Linked DNA regions of Xenopus laevis: region 1 is linked to region 2. A link is a contact called in public Hi-C data. All regions are on one chromosome and are shown on one strand. The core of a region is the stretch at or near the end of the contact, and the rest is flanking DNA. Distances in the headings are between cores, read along the strand shown. Region 1 has its middle 4.3 kb from the start of mob3b.L. Region 2 overlaps mob3b.L (MOB kinase activator 3B).

Evidence for each region. Hi-C and Micro-C count contacts between places; a contact is called where the count stands out from the background.
Region 1: a contact with region 2 is called in a Hi-C map of the XTC cell line, with 3 times the contacts expected there. The contact joins two enhancer-like sites. A contact is called at or near these places in 2 of 4 Hi-C or Micro-C datasets (the XL177 cell line and the XTC cell line).

What each region holds. Positions count from the first base shown.
Region 1 is chr1L:132,394,357-132,399,454 of Xenopus_laevis_v10.1, reverse strand. No RefSeq gene overlaps it. Among protein-coding and RNA genes, the nearest start is that of mob3b.L, 4.3 kb to the right of the region's middle. Within about 2 kb of position 2,949, at least 1 of the 7 cell types and tissues checked has an H3K27ac peak or open chromatin away from gene starts, as enhancers often do.
Region 2 is chr1L:132,338,617-132,344,095 of Xenopus_laevis_v10.1, reverse strand. The region is part of intron 3 of mob3b.L (MOB kinase activator 3B); the gene reads left to right. Among protein-coding and RNA genes, the nearest start is that of LOC108713948, 50 kb to the right of the region's middle. Within about 2 kb of position 2,840, at least 1 of the 7 cell types and tissues checked has an H3K27ac peak or open chromatin away from gene starts, as enhancers often do.

The DNA.
Region 1 (5,098 bases), core at 1,700-4,199, 55 kb before region 2:
TCCTGTTTTACAGAAAGGTGAGGAAGGGGTAGAAGTAAATCATCTGATAACTATCTAAGACCTGGAGTCTGTTCGGGTTAAACCCTACATCCACTGCTACGGGCCCCTCTAGGCAGCAGAGTAACCCCACAGCCTGCAGACCACAAATTGCAGAGAACACTTAAGGCTCCAATACAATAAATACAAGTATAAAGATGTGGCCAAGGGGCCAAATGTTCAGATGAAAAACAAGTTGTTTTCTACTTGCGTGGCAAAATCATGTAAAGAAAAACTTAGAGTGGTAATAATCTATTCCTTTTCATAATTCCAAGCAAGCATTCTGCCATTTCTCATGATAATTTGGCAAGCAATATCACAATCTTGGCTGCCACCAGTTATATAAATTATATTGCTAACCCCACGGCCCCGCATCCTATGGATCAGGGGTCCCCTACCTTTTTTACCCAGGAGCCCCATTCAAATGTAAAAAGAGACAGGCAGCAATACCAGCATGAGAAAAAAAGTCCCTGGGAATGCCAAATGAGGGCTTTGATTGGCTATTTGTTAGCCCCTATGTGAACTGGCAGCCTACAGGCTGCTCTGTTTGTTCTAGTTGTTATACAGTTAACTTGTCTCCAAGCCTGGAATTTAAAGATAAGCACCTGCTTTGAGACCACTGAAAGCAACATCCAAGGGGTTGGTGAGCAACATGTTGCTCATGAGCCACTGGCTGGGGATCACTGCTATAGATGTGTGCTTCTCCAAATCTACATAATTACACAGCACACCCCAAGCCAACCCTCCCACAACATACCACTTAACCTGGGAGCATTTGTTTTCCCACGCTGATTGAAAAAGTAGCAAACAATTAGGTTAAACATTTTGTGGAAACCCAAGGATGGGCACCATTGCCATACTGCAAAGGGTTACACCGGTGCCCTATTACAAAGTATTTATTAGTATTTCTAGCAAACATAAATGGCTGATAAAAAGGCTCAGTGTAAAGTCTATCACAATATTGTTTTCTGACTAGTTAAAAAAAATAAAGTGCATACAAAGGCAAAGAGGAATATGTTGCATGTTCAATTCAATGCCTAATGTACAACTTTTGTGTTTAAAAAAAGATAAATGGTGCTTTCTCCCCTCTCTTGTGCTAGAGTCTGCACTCTAATTTAGTATGCTAGTAGTGTTTCTATGGAGATAAAAATATTTCATCTCAGTTCTATAAAATGATGGGCTATATAGCAAGGGAAGAAATTCTCTTTATTTGGCAGTGCTCCAAAGTGCATTAAGTGTCAGAAATCCATTCTGTAGGTGTTTACAGTATCTTTGCTGACAATTATGGGCTACAATTGTATTTGTATGGACAGAGTGATTAGTGATTATTGGCGTTTTCACACATAAAACTGTATTTGTACCAGAACAGAGAGTGTATCCCCCTGTTTAGCAACTGGCCTGTGAGATTAAGGTAGATGGGAATGGCCAGCCTAATATAAATGAACGGTCTGTCACTGCTACTTGGGTTTATTGCTACAGTTCCAATAAGCCTCTGCTTTTTCTAGCCTAGTCAAACCACAAGTTTCATAGCGACAAGGCATTGAATAAGTTAGTTTACCTTATGCAATGCAGAGGCTTTGCAAATAGATAGATCTCTAATTCATGTGACACAGGCAGAGTGGAATGATAAAGTGATTTGGATGCAAAGGAGAAAGTGCTAAGGAATCCAACTTGTCCAGATAGGCAGCATCCTGATCTAGCAACATTGTTTCCCTTATATGAGGTGCAAGTTTGTAGAGCATGCAATTCTAAACTGTAGTAGAAACATTTCTGTTGTCCTAGTGAGTAGTGATGTGCGGGTTGACCTGCAGGTTTGCTGCCAGTTGGGTGGGTTTAGGAAATTGACCAACCATTGCTTGTTAGGGTTGGGTGCAGATCAGACTGAGGACATCGCTGTCTCCAGTTACAAGTCACTTCCACCCTGGTACAATGCACCAATGTAAGGTTGTGTAGGATCAGTTGACTACAACCAGGGGAACTTGGGAACTTGGGAACTTTGCGTGTGTGACCAAGCATGGCCACCTGCACCAGTTGCTCCTTGTGCGTACGCCATAGTGATTGCTAGGGGCATTTTCTGGCCAAAATAATACAGTTTTCCCCATTCTGACTGCAGGCTGTATTAGCCCAGCCCCATACCTCCAGTGGGGAAACCCAATTTTGCTATGATAGGTGGTTTTTAAGCCACCTGGGTAGAATACTTATGGTTGATATGCCCAGGGTTTGTCTGGGTTCTGAATCTGCACATTGGGGGTATTTTTAAGCACAGCATCTTCAGATGTAGTATTCCTGGCCTTACTGTCTGTCATAGGCCCCATTGCCCCTTCCAGCAGGAGAGATGCCCACTCTTTAAAGCAGGCAATTCAAAATTAATAGGGGCTGCCACAACAGAGAGCAGAGTCAGGGCGCAGAGTGGAAAATTGCTTTTTTTAAAATGACCCTTATCTAATACAGAGGCCACGTCTCATCGTGATCTACCCAGAGCGGTCAACTTTTACTGCTTGTTTCTAGAGGGATATGCTGCGTGCGCTGCACACCATTTTCCATAACCGGAAGTAACGCAGGATGAAGCGGCATCAGAAATGGGGGGAATGTTTAAAAAAAACTAATGGGAGACAGAGGCCAAAATCTGGTAACTCCCGAGACAATAGGGGAGGTAAACAGCTATGACGATCTGCCAGCCGCTCTAGGCAACCCAGCCGCAGCAATTCGCAACCAAGTACGCGCGTGCGTAACCGTGCGCACCTGAGGACGCGCGTGCGTAACCGTGCGCACCCGAGAACGCGCGTGCGTAACCGTGCGCAAACGAGGGCGCGCGTGCGTAACCGTGCGCAATCGAGGGCGCGCGTGCGTAACCGTGCGCAACCAAGGACGCGCGTGCGTAATCGTGCGCACCCGAGGACGCGCGTGCGCAGCCGTGTGTAGTTGTGCGCAAAGCACTTAGATGTCAGAGAGCGCACCCACTTTTTCTGAGGTAACAGTTGCCGGACTAGGGGTAGGCTGCCGTATTTGCCTGGCGCCCCTTAAGCTTTGCGCCCTGGGCAAGTGCCTCTTCTTCTGCTTACCCCTACTTCCAGCCCTGCTGGGGATACTGATGATTTTAATTTCCAGAAATAAACTTCAACGTTTTTTTTTCCAACAAGTAGTGTACAGAGTGCTTGCCGACCTACTTTGAGGTTGACAGCTCTGTCTACCTCCTTTACAGCACAAAAGCAGCTATGATTGTTGTGCTTATAACTAATTAGAAAATTGTTATATGTAAATAAAACACATTTTTTTTGGTTTTTGAGGTACGTGCCTGGCTTCTATCTGATCCTAACTAAGCTGCATAAACCCATATTGGTGGCAAAACAATCCTATTGGGTTTATTTCATGTTTAAATATTTAATCGACTTTCAATTTTCGTATATTTAAAGGGGTGGTTCACCTTTACATACTTTTAGTATGTTATAGAATGACTAATTCTAAGCAACTTTTCAGATGGCCTTAGTTTTTTATTTTTTATGGTTTTTGAACTATTTGCCTTCTGTCTCTTTTGTAGGGGTCACTGACACTATCTCAAAACAAATGCTCTGTAATGTACAAATGTATTGTTATTGCTAAATTTTATTACTCTTCTTTCTATTCAGGCCCTCGGCTATTCATATTCCAGTCTCTTATTCAAATCAATGCGAGGGTTGTTAGGGTAATTTGGACTCTAGCAACCAGAATGCTGAAATTGCAAACTGAAAAGCTGCTGCAAAAATGCTAAATAACTTAAAAACCACAAATAATTAAAAAAAATTAAAACCAACTGCAAACAGACTCTCTTCATCACGCTAGAAGTTTATTTAAAGCTGAACAACCCCTTTAAGGTATGATGATCTAAATTAAGGAAAAATCCTTGATCCCAAGCATTCTGCGTAATAGATCCCATTCCTGTATCTACCAGTTCCTATGGTCATTCCTACTGAACAGTTTCTCCACGAGGAACACTCAGAACAAATATCAAACTACTAAAGGCACCTATTATCCTCATGAGTAGCTGTAAGAATTGTTGTTATATGTGTGTTCTTTACTTTTTCCAAAGAAACAAGAACAAATGTAATGCAGGGTTGTATCTTGAAGTTACTAAAGAAACCCTTCTGGATTCACATTGTAGTGTAAAAGGAAAAGCAAGACGGGCACATCTATGTTGAAAAAGCAGCAGCTATTATAATATTTGGAAGCAAGGATTCCTACTGGGCCTCAACAGAATGACAAGCATGCCTCACAGCTTAAAAACACTACTCTAGAGATGCAACCATTATGTTAAGATTGTGCTGAATATAGTGTGAAAAGGAAATAAATATAACGGATTTATTAATCATTGGGGTACACAAATGATCTTAAAGGAACAGTAACACCAAAAAAATTAAAGTGTTTTAAAGTAATGAAAATATCATGTATCTTTTATATAAACTATAGTAGTGTTCCTGAAGTAAACACAGCAGTTTTACCAGTGCATTTTTTGATGTTACTGTTCCTTTAACCTCAAGATTAAATGATTTAAACTGAGTCTCGCAGGATCCTATAGCTACAAGCCACCCACTGCTGGGGGAAGGTCACATTTTAATTCATTGACAGCCACCATAGACCTGTGTTTGTTTTGTTCCTATGTAAAGAAAAAAGGTGTTGCAACAGATCTGCAAAAATGTGCTAGTATGTAAGGACAAGAAGATTCTTTCTGTGACCTAAAGGAGACCTGCTGATATGACCTCCACTGTATCATCATGTGGAAAGCCCTGAGGTGTCACACCAGTACATAACTTTGCTACCACTATTAGGGTCAGGGCACACGTTCAGATTCGGGGAGATTAGTCGCCCAGTGACAAATCCCCTCTTCTTCGGGGCAACTAATCTCCCAGAACTAGCTCCCGCTGGCTAGAATGTAAATCACCATCAGGATGGCACTTGGAGCGCTTCATTTTCCGAAGTCGCCCGAAGTTTCCTCGTGAGGCAACTTCGGGCGACTTCGGAAAACGAAGCGATCCGAGTGCCATCTCACCGCTCACCCCGAATCTGAGCATGTGCCCTGACCCTTAAG
Region 2 (5,479 bases), core at 1,591-4,090:
CAATAATGTATCTTATTAATTTTTTTTAAAGACTATTTTTCAACCAGTCAAGTTTTTTATTTACCCCAGTAGGTATATATTCCTCATTACTGGTTTCTTTCTGGAGTCATTTCAAGAATGATTGATAATACTAGGTGGCTGTTTCTATGGCAGTTTTAAAAACATACATTTTATTGATTTGATCCATTATGCACAGACAAAGTTGTGCTTTCATTTGTAGCCAAAGAATATTAAGTCATTTCTGAGTTCAAAGGAGCAGTGCAGGTTCATGTTGCAGATCTAGTCCCATTCACTCAGATTTAGGTAGAGGTTAGGAAGTGCACACTCATTAAAATAAAACACAAAACATGAAGCTGAGGGAGTTGGCCCTTTAGAACTAATACAAAGTACAACAAAAAATAGTCGTAAAAATACCATGACCAGTTTCAACCCTATTAGGGGTCTTCACCAGGGGAAAAGCTCAAGCAAAAATCAGGCTGCCTAATAAATACACCTCTTGGGGTTGAAATTTATTAGGTTGTTTTTATGATTTTTTGTCATTCAATACAATTTTTTGACAGGTAAATTCTATGCTGTATTTTCAATTCACCCAGACTGGAAAGACCTCTGCCAATGACCAAAAGTCCATATTAATCTGATAGAGTCCTGCTTGTTGTTCCATGTAAGATGATTGCAATGGTTTGATAGACCTATCAAAGGCTGAAAGGGCTGCTAAAGGGTCTAGTCATTCAGTTGGCTGGCAAAACAGTGGATCAAACCATTTACTGACAAAATGATGTCATCTACATGTTTGGCCAAATTAAAGTGGTCACAACTCCTCTGGCAGGATACTGCTTATGTAGCTTTTTGCATATTTTTGTTCTAAATTTGGACTGTGATAAAATGTTTGGAAATGTGAGGAGGTGACAGTTAGGTCTTGATGTTGACTTTGCCATACTCATTGGAAGCCCTATTCTCAAACATGTTTTGGTCATATTAAAGATGTTGTCTCAAAATAGCAAGAACATCCTAGTTAAGAGTTTTATCCAGGCTTAGTGCTTATCCTCACCATATATTTGCCTGTTTTTTTCAAATCTACACTGACCAGGTGATTACATTAGAAATGTCAATGATTACTAGCCCAGTGTAAGAGTTCATGAATAGTATACAACTAAAACAGTGCTTTCTTTAGCAACAGTCTGGTCATTTCTCCAGGTATAACAACTACATCTGTACAGTTTATGCTATCCATTTTAGCTGCCAAGTTTCTTATTATTTTGGTCAAGAGAAAAACTTAATAATACTGCAGCAAATATGACTTACAATCCATAAACTACCTTACAATGTCCATGATAAAAGTGCACCCCGGATTGATGAAAGCAGCTAATTAAAAACGTGGGATATCTTTCTTCAGGCATTTCTAGACCCATAGTTTAGGTTACCAAGGACACACCAAGACTTTAAAATATAATGTAAATTGTAATCATTGGCCACAGCTATGCCAGTGTTAATTCTAGAAATGATGTGTTGAAAACAATTTAGATTTAAACCTCCCGACATTCTCCAACAAGGAACACTAGGAACATAGCCACCAACACTATTAATACATTTACAGTGACACAAAGGGGTCATTTAATAAAGGTCATGGCTTGGCTCATGTTTGTTAACTTATAGCAACTAATGAGATGTATACTTGTCCCATTAGATGCTGCCTGCTGGTTGCCCTTTATCAAGTGTGGGGGCCTGACACATTAATAAAACAGTTTATTTCAAGTTATCTAGACTATTCTGTGCTCCTCCTGCTCTGATCTGTTAGGGGCTGATGCATAGAGCCTTGAAGGCAGAGCACCTATCTAATTCATTGGGTTATATTTATCAAAGAGTGGTTAGAGATCGCCATAGTCGTCTAGAGTGAAATTCCGCCACTCTCCATTCATTTCTATGGGATTTTAAAAGAGTATTTATCAATATGTGAAAGTGAAAATTCATCCTTTGATAAAAAACACCTTTTGAAATGAATGGAGAGGACTGTGGCGATCTCTAACCACTCTTTGATAAATATACCCCATTGTCTGTGTCCTATTCCATAGGCCAGTGCTGTCCAACTTCTGCGGGCCAGGATTTTCCTGGCCTATGTGGTGGAGGGCCAATAATGGAAGCCGGTGTTGACCACTCCCTGTTTTTAAACCACACCACTTTTAACCACACCCATGTTACCACAAAACCATGCCCATATTAATTGTGGTGGCACACCAAAAAGCCAAATGGTTGGTGCTCACTGCAGGGATATCACTCATCACTCATATGTGAAAAATGTAAGTCATATTAATGCATACCCTTAAATCCATATGCTGCCTTATCCCTTGTGGATAACACAGCACCCTTGAGTACATGATAAAAACACTAGAGGTGCCCCTAACAGCAATTTCCAAATGCTAACAAACCCCCAGAACAAACCCTACCAGGCTAACGTCCCACAGATAGTGTAGGGCAGACAGAGTATGGCACACACAGGGCGCATAGGGATGGCAGAGTATGACACACAAGGATCTTAGGGCAGGCAGAGTATGGCACACACAGGGTGGGCAGAATATGGCACACATAGGGCGGGCAGACAACAGCAGGAGACAGGATCACTGGTGCCCCTCCAGCAGTTTGTATGAGGTGTGAACAATATGGGCAGTTTCAGTCTGGGTCTGAGAACAGTACAAGGCTTTAGGGGTATGAACAATAGAGGTGTTACAGGTGTGAGAAATGCATAGGGTTACATGTGTGAACAATGCAGGATCTCAGTTAATCTCAGTACTGATACCTTTGAAGTTTACACAAGGTAAACAGTCACAGCAGTCAGACTTTCGTGTGGAGAAGGCCACACAAAGGGGGCATGGTTTACGGGCCACTAGTTGGACAGCACTGCCTCAGGCCACTATGGGAACCCTGAAACTATCACAAGCTTGTTTTGCTTCCCCTGCATATATAGACACCATGGGTGCTCAGTGCAGCTATGCTGAAGTGCAAATAGCAGCTGACATCAGAATTATTTTTTTTTATATCTATCATAATATTGTCTTTGCATGCTATCTATAATTTTGCCATAAAATTATCTGCAGACACTTTTACATTACCTATCTGATTCCCCGTGTTCCACTATGAAGTGGCTGTCATATTTGAGCTTCAGTAGTCTGTTTGCATTAGAAACTGACAGAAGGGACAGTCAGGTTGGCAAAACAGTCAGGTTTAGGAACTTCAAGTAACAATAACTTACAAAAGCAGCCCTATCAGTGAAAGATGATCAACATAAGCTATAGGGAATTTTCGATGTACATTAATAGTTTGAATAATATTTTGTTAGTGTCAGCATCACTTTAAGCACAAATATCTGGAATATGAAAGGTCACGAAGCGACGCAAGGCAACTGCGTGGTAAATAAACCCTCTTATTTTGACATTTCTTAGACTGCACTTCTAGCCTATGACCTGAAACCCATAATTAAGTGTTGGCTAGCCAGCGGGACACTTCAGTTCATGTATAACATCTGGAGAACCCAGCTGTATGATTCTTGCAGGCGTGGCAGGCTATTTACTCTCCCTACAGCTGCTTTCCTCGCAGAGTCACTGAATTGCAGTAATAGACACTACACATGATTGGACTTTGGAGTAACTGTGCTGTGAACTGTTTTGGCAATTTAATAGGCCAGTAATTTGCTGCGCTGAAGCAAACCCAAGCAAACAAATGACATGTGCACAACCCAGGAGAGATCCCTCCAGGATAGTAGTTTCATTATTGAACAGATGTCAGGGTGCATGGAAGTTTCTTTAGATATGTGTCACGAGAGGTATTACTTTGCTTGTGTTTAAGGAGCAGTTATTAAGGCTGTGTAATGTGTTCCAAATCAGAAAGCATAATGTTACCAGTGTACCAGCTGACAATAGAAATAGATTTGCAGCAATGTGATGTACCTGTCTGTGCTAGAGAGATATCTCTGCAGCCAGTAACAGATATGAGTTAAAGTGGTTTTTCACACGACAACTGCATAATGAAAGAAAATTTAATAGACATTATTTAAAAATGTTCAGTGGATTTAAAGGGGTTGTTCACCCTTAAATTAACTTTTAGTATGATGTAGAGAGTGATATTCTGAGACATTTTGCATTAGGTTTTTATTATTTGTGATTTTTATGTGACTTTTTATTCAACAGCTCCCCAGTTTGCAATTTCAGCAATTTGGTTGCTAGGGTACAAATTGCCCTAGCAACCATGCATTCATTTGAATGATAGACTGGAATATGAATGGGAGAGGGCCTGAATAGAAAGATAAGTAATAACAAAAAATAGCAATAACAAGACATTTGTAGCCTTACAGAGCATTTGTTTTTTAGATTACTTGAAAGCTGGAAAAAGAAGTCAGAAGACAGCAAATAGTTCAAAAACTATTTAAAAAAGGAGAATTGAACAGTTGCTTTTATATACTGTATATATAGATATAGCCATTCTATATAAAAGTTAACGTGAAGGCACCCCTTTAAAGTTATTTGTAAAACAAAATTCCATTTGAAAGCAGTTCTGACTCCTGAAACAGTGTAACAGAATTCTGTTCTTTTCAAGGACTGATTATCAGCTGGCTTCTGCTACATTCTTTTAAAGGTGGCCATACACAGTGAGATTGCCAAACGAGTGGATCTCTCCCCAATATGCCCACATTGAGGTCCCTAGGGCCCAACGATTTGATCAGAATGGAGGCGATACGGGCGGTCGGATCACGGGACCGCATCAACGAACAGATGCGGCTGCGATGTGACAGGATTTTTTTACGCTGCCCGATCAGCATCTGCCCGACTTTCAGCCAGATATCGATCAGGGACGCCCACAGGATGGCCCTACACACGGGCTAATAAGCTGCCGACAGATAGAGTCGGCAGCTTATTAGCCCATATGTAGGGCCATTGTATCAGAACCAGCAATGCAGAAGGGGCAGATGGTTGTACATGTCACAAAATGTCTTCTCATATCATCAGAGAAGAGCCCAACCAGAGGAGTTCCCAGCATACAGCACTGTGTGACATTTAGCATACGGAATCTATTTAACATTCCAAAGTCCAGAATAGCTTTTTATTGTTTGGGCAGAGTTTGTCCCTTTTCCCAAAGCAAAGAATCAATGTTTAGTTTTACTGGTCTAATGCAGTTCGTGTAACAAGAAAAAGCATTTGATTGGATCTTTTTATAATGGTTATTCCAAATGAGAGGATTATTTAGCTAAGAAAGGCTGGGTTTCTGCATTTTCTTAGTAGTGTGCAGTGTCCAGCTGAATTCTTATCTTTAACCAGTTGACTGGGCTTAGGATTCTGCCTGCGCACAAGCACTTCATTAGCACAATCTCATGTGGCTCTCCGTGTGAAGCAGAGGATAGGCTTGTGATGAATTGAAGGCTAACTGGAGATTTTCCCAGAGCTTCCCTCTGATTGCAACTTGGAGCGAAAGTAAACAAGCTCAGCAACAGAAT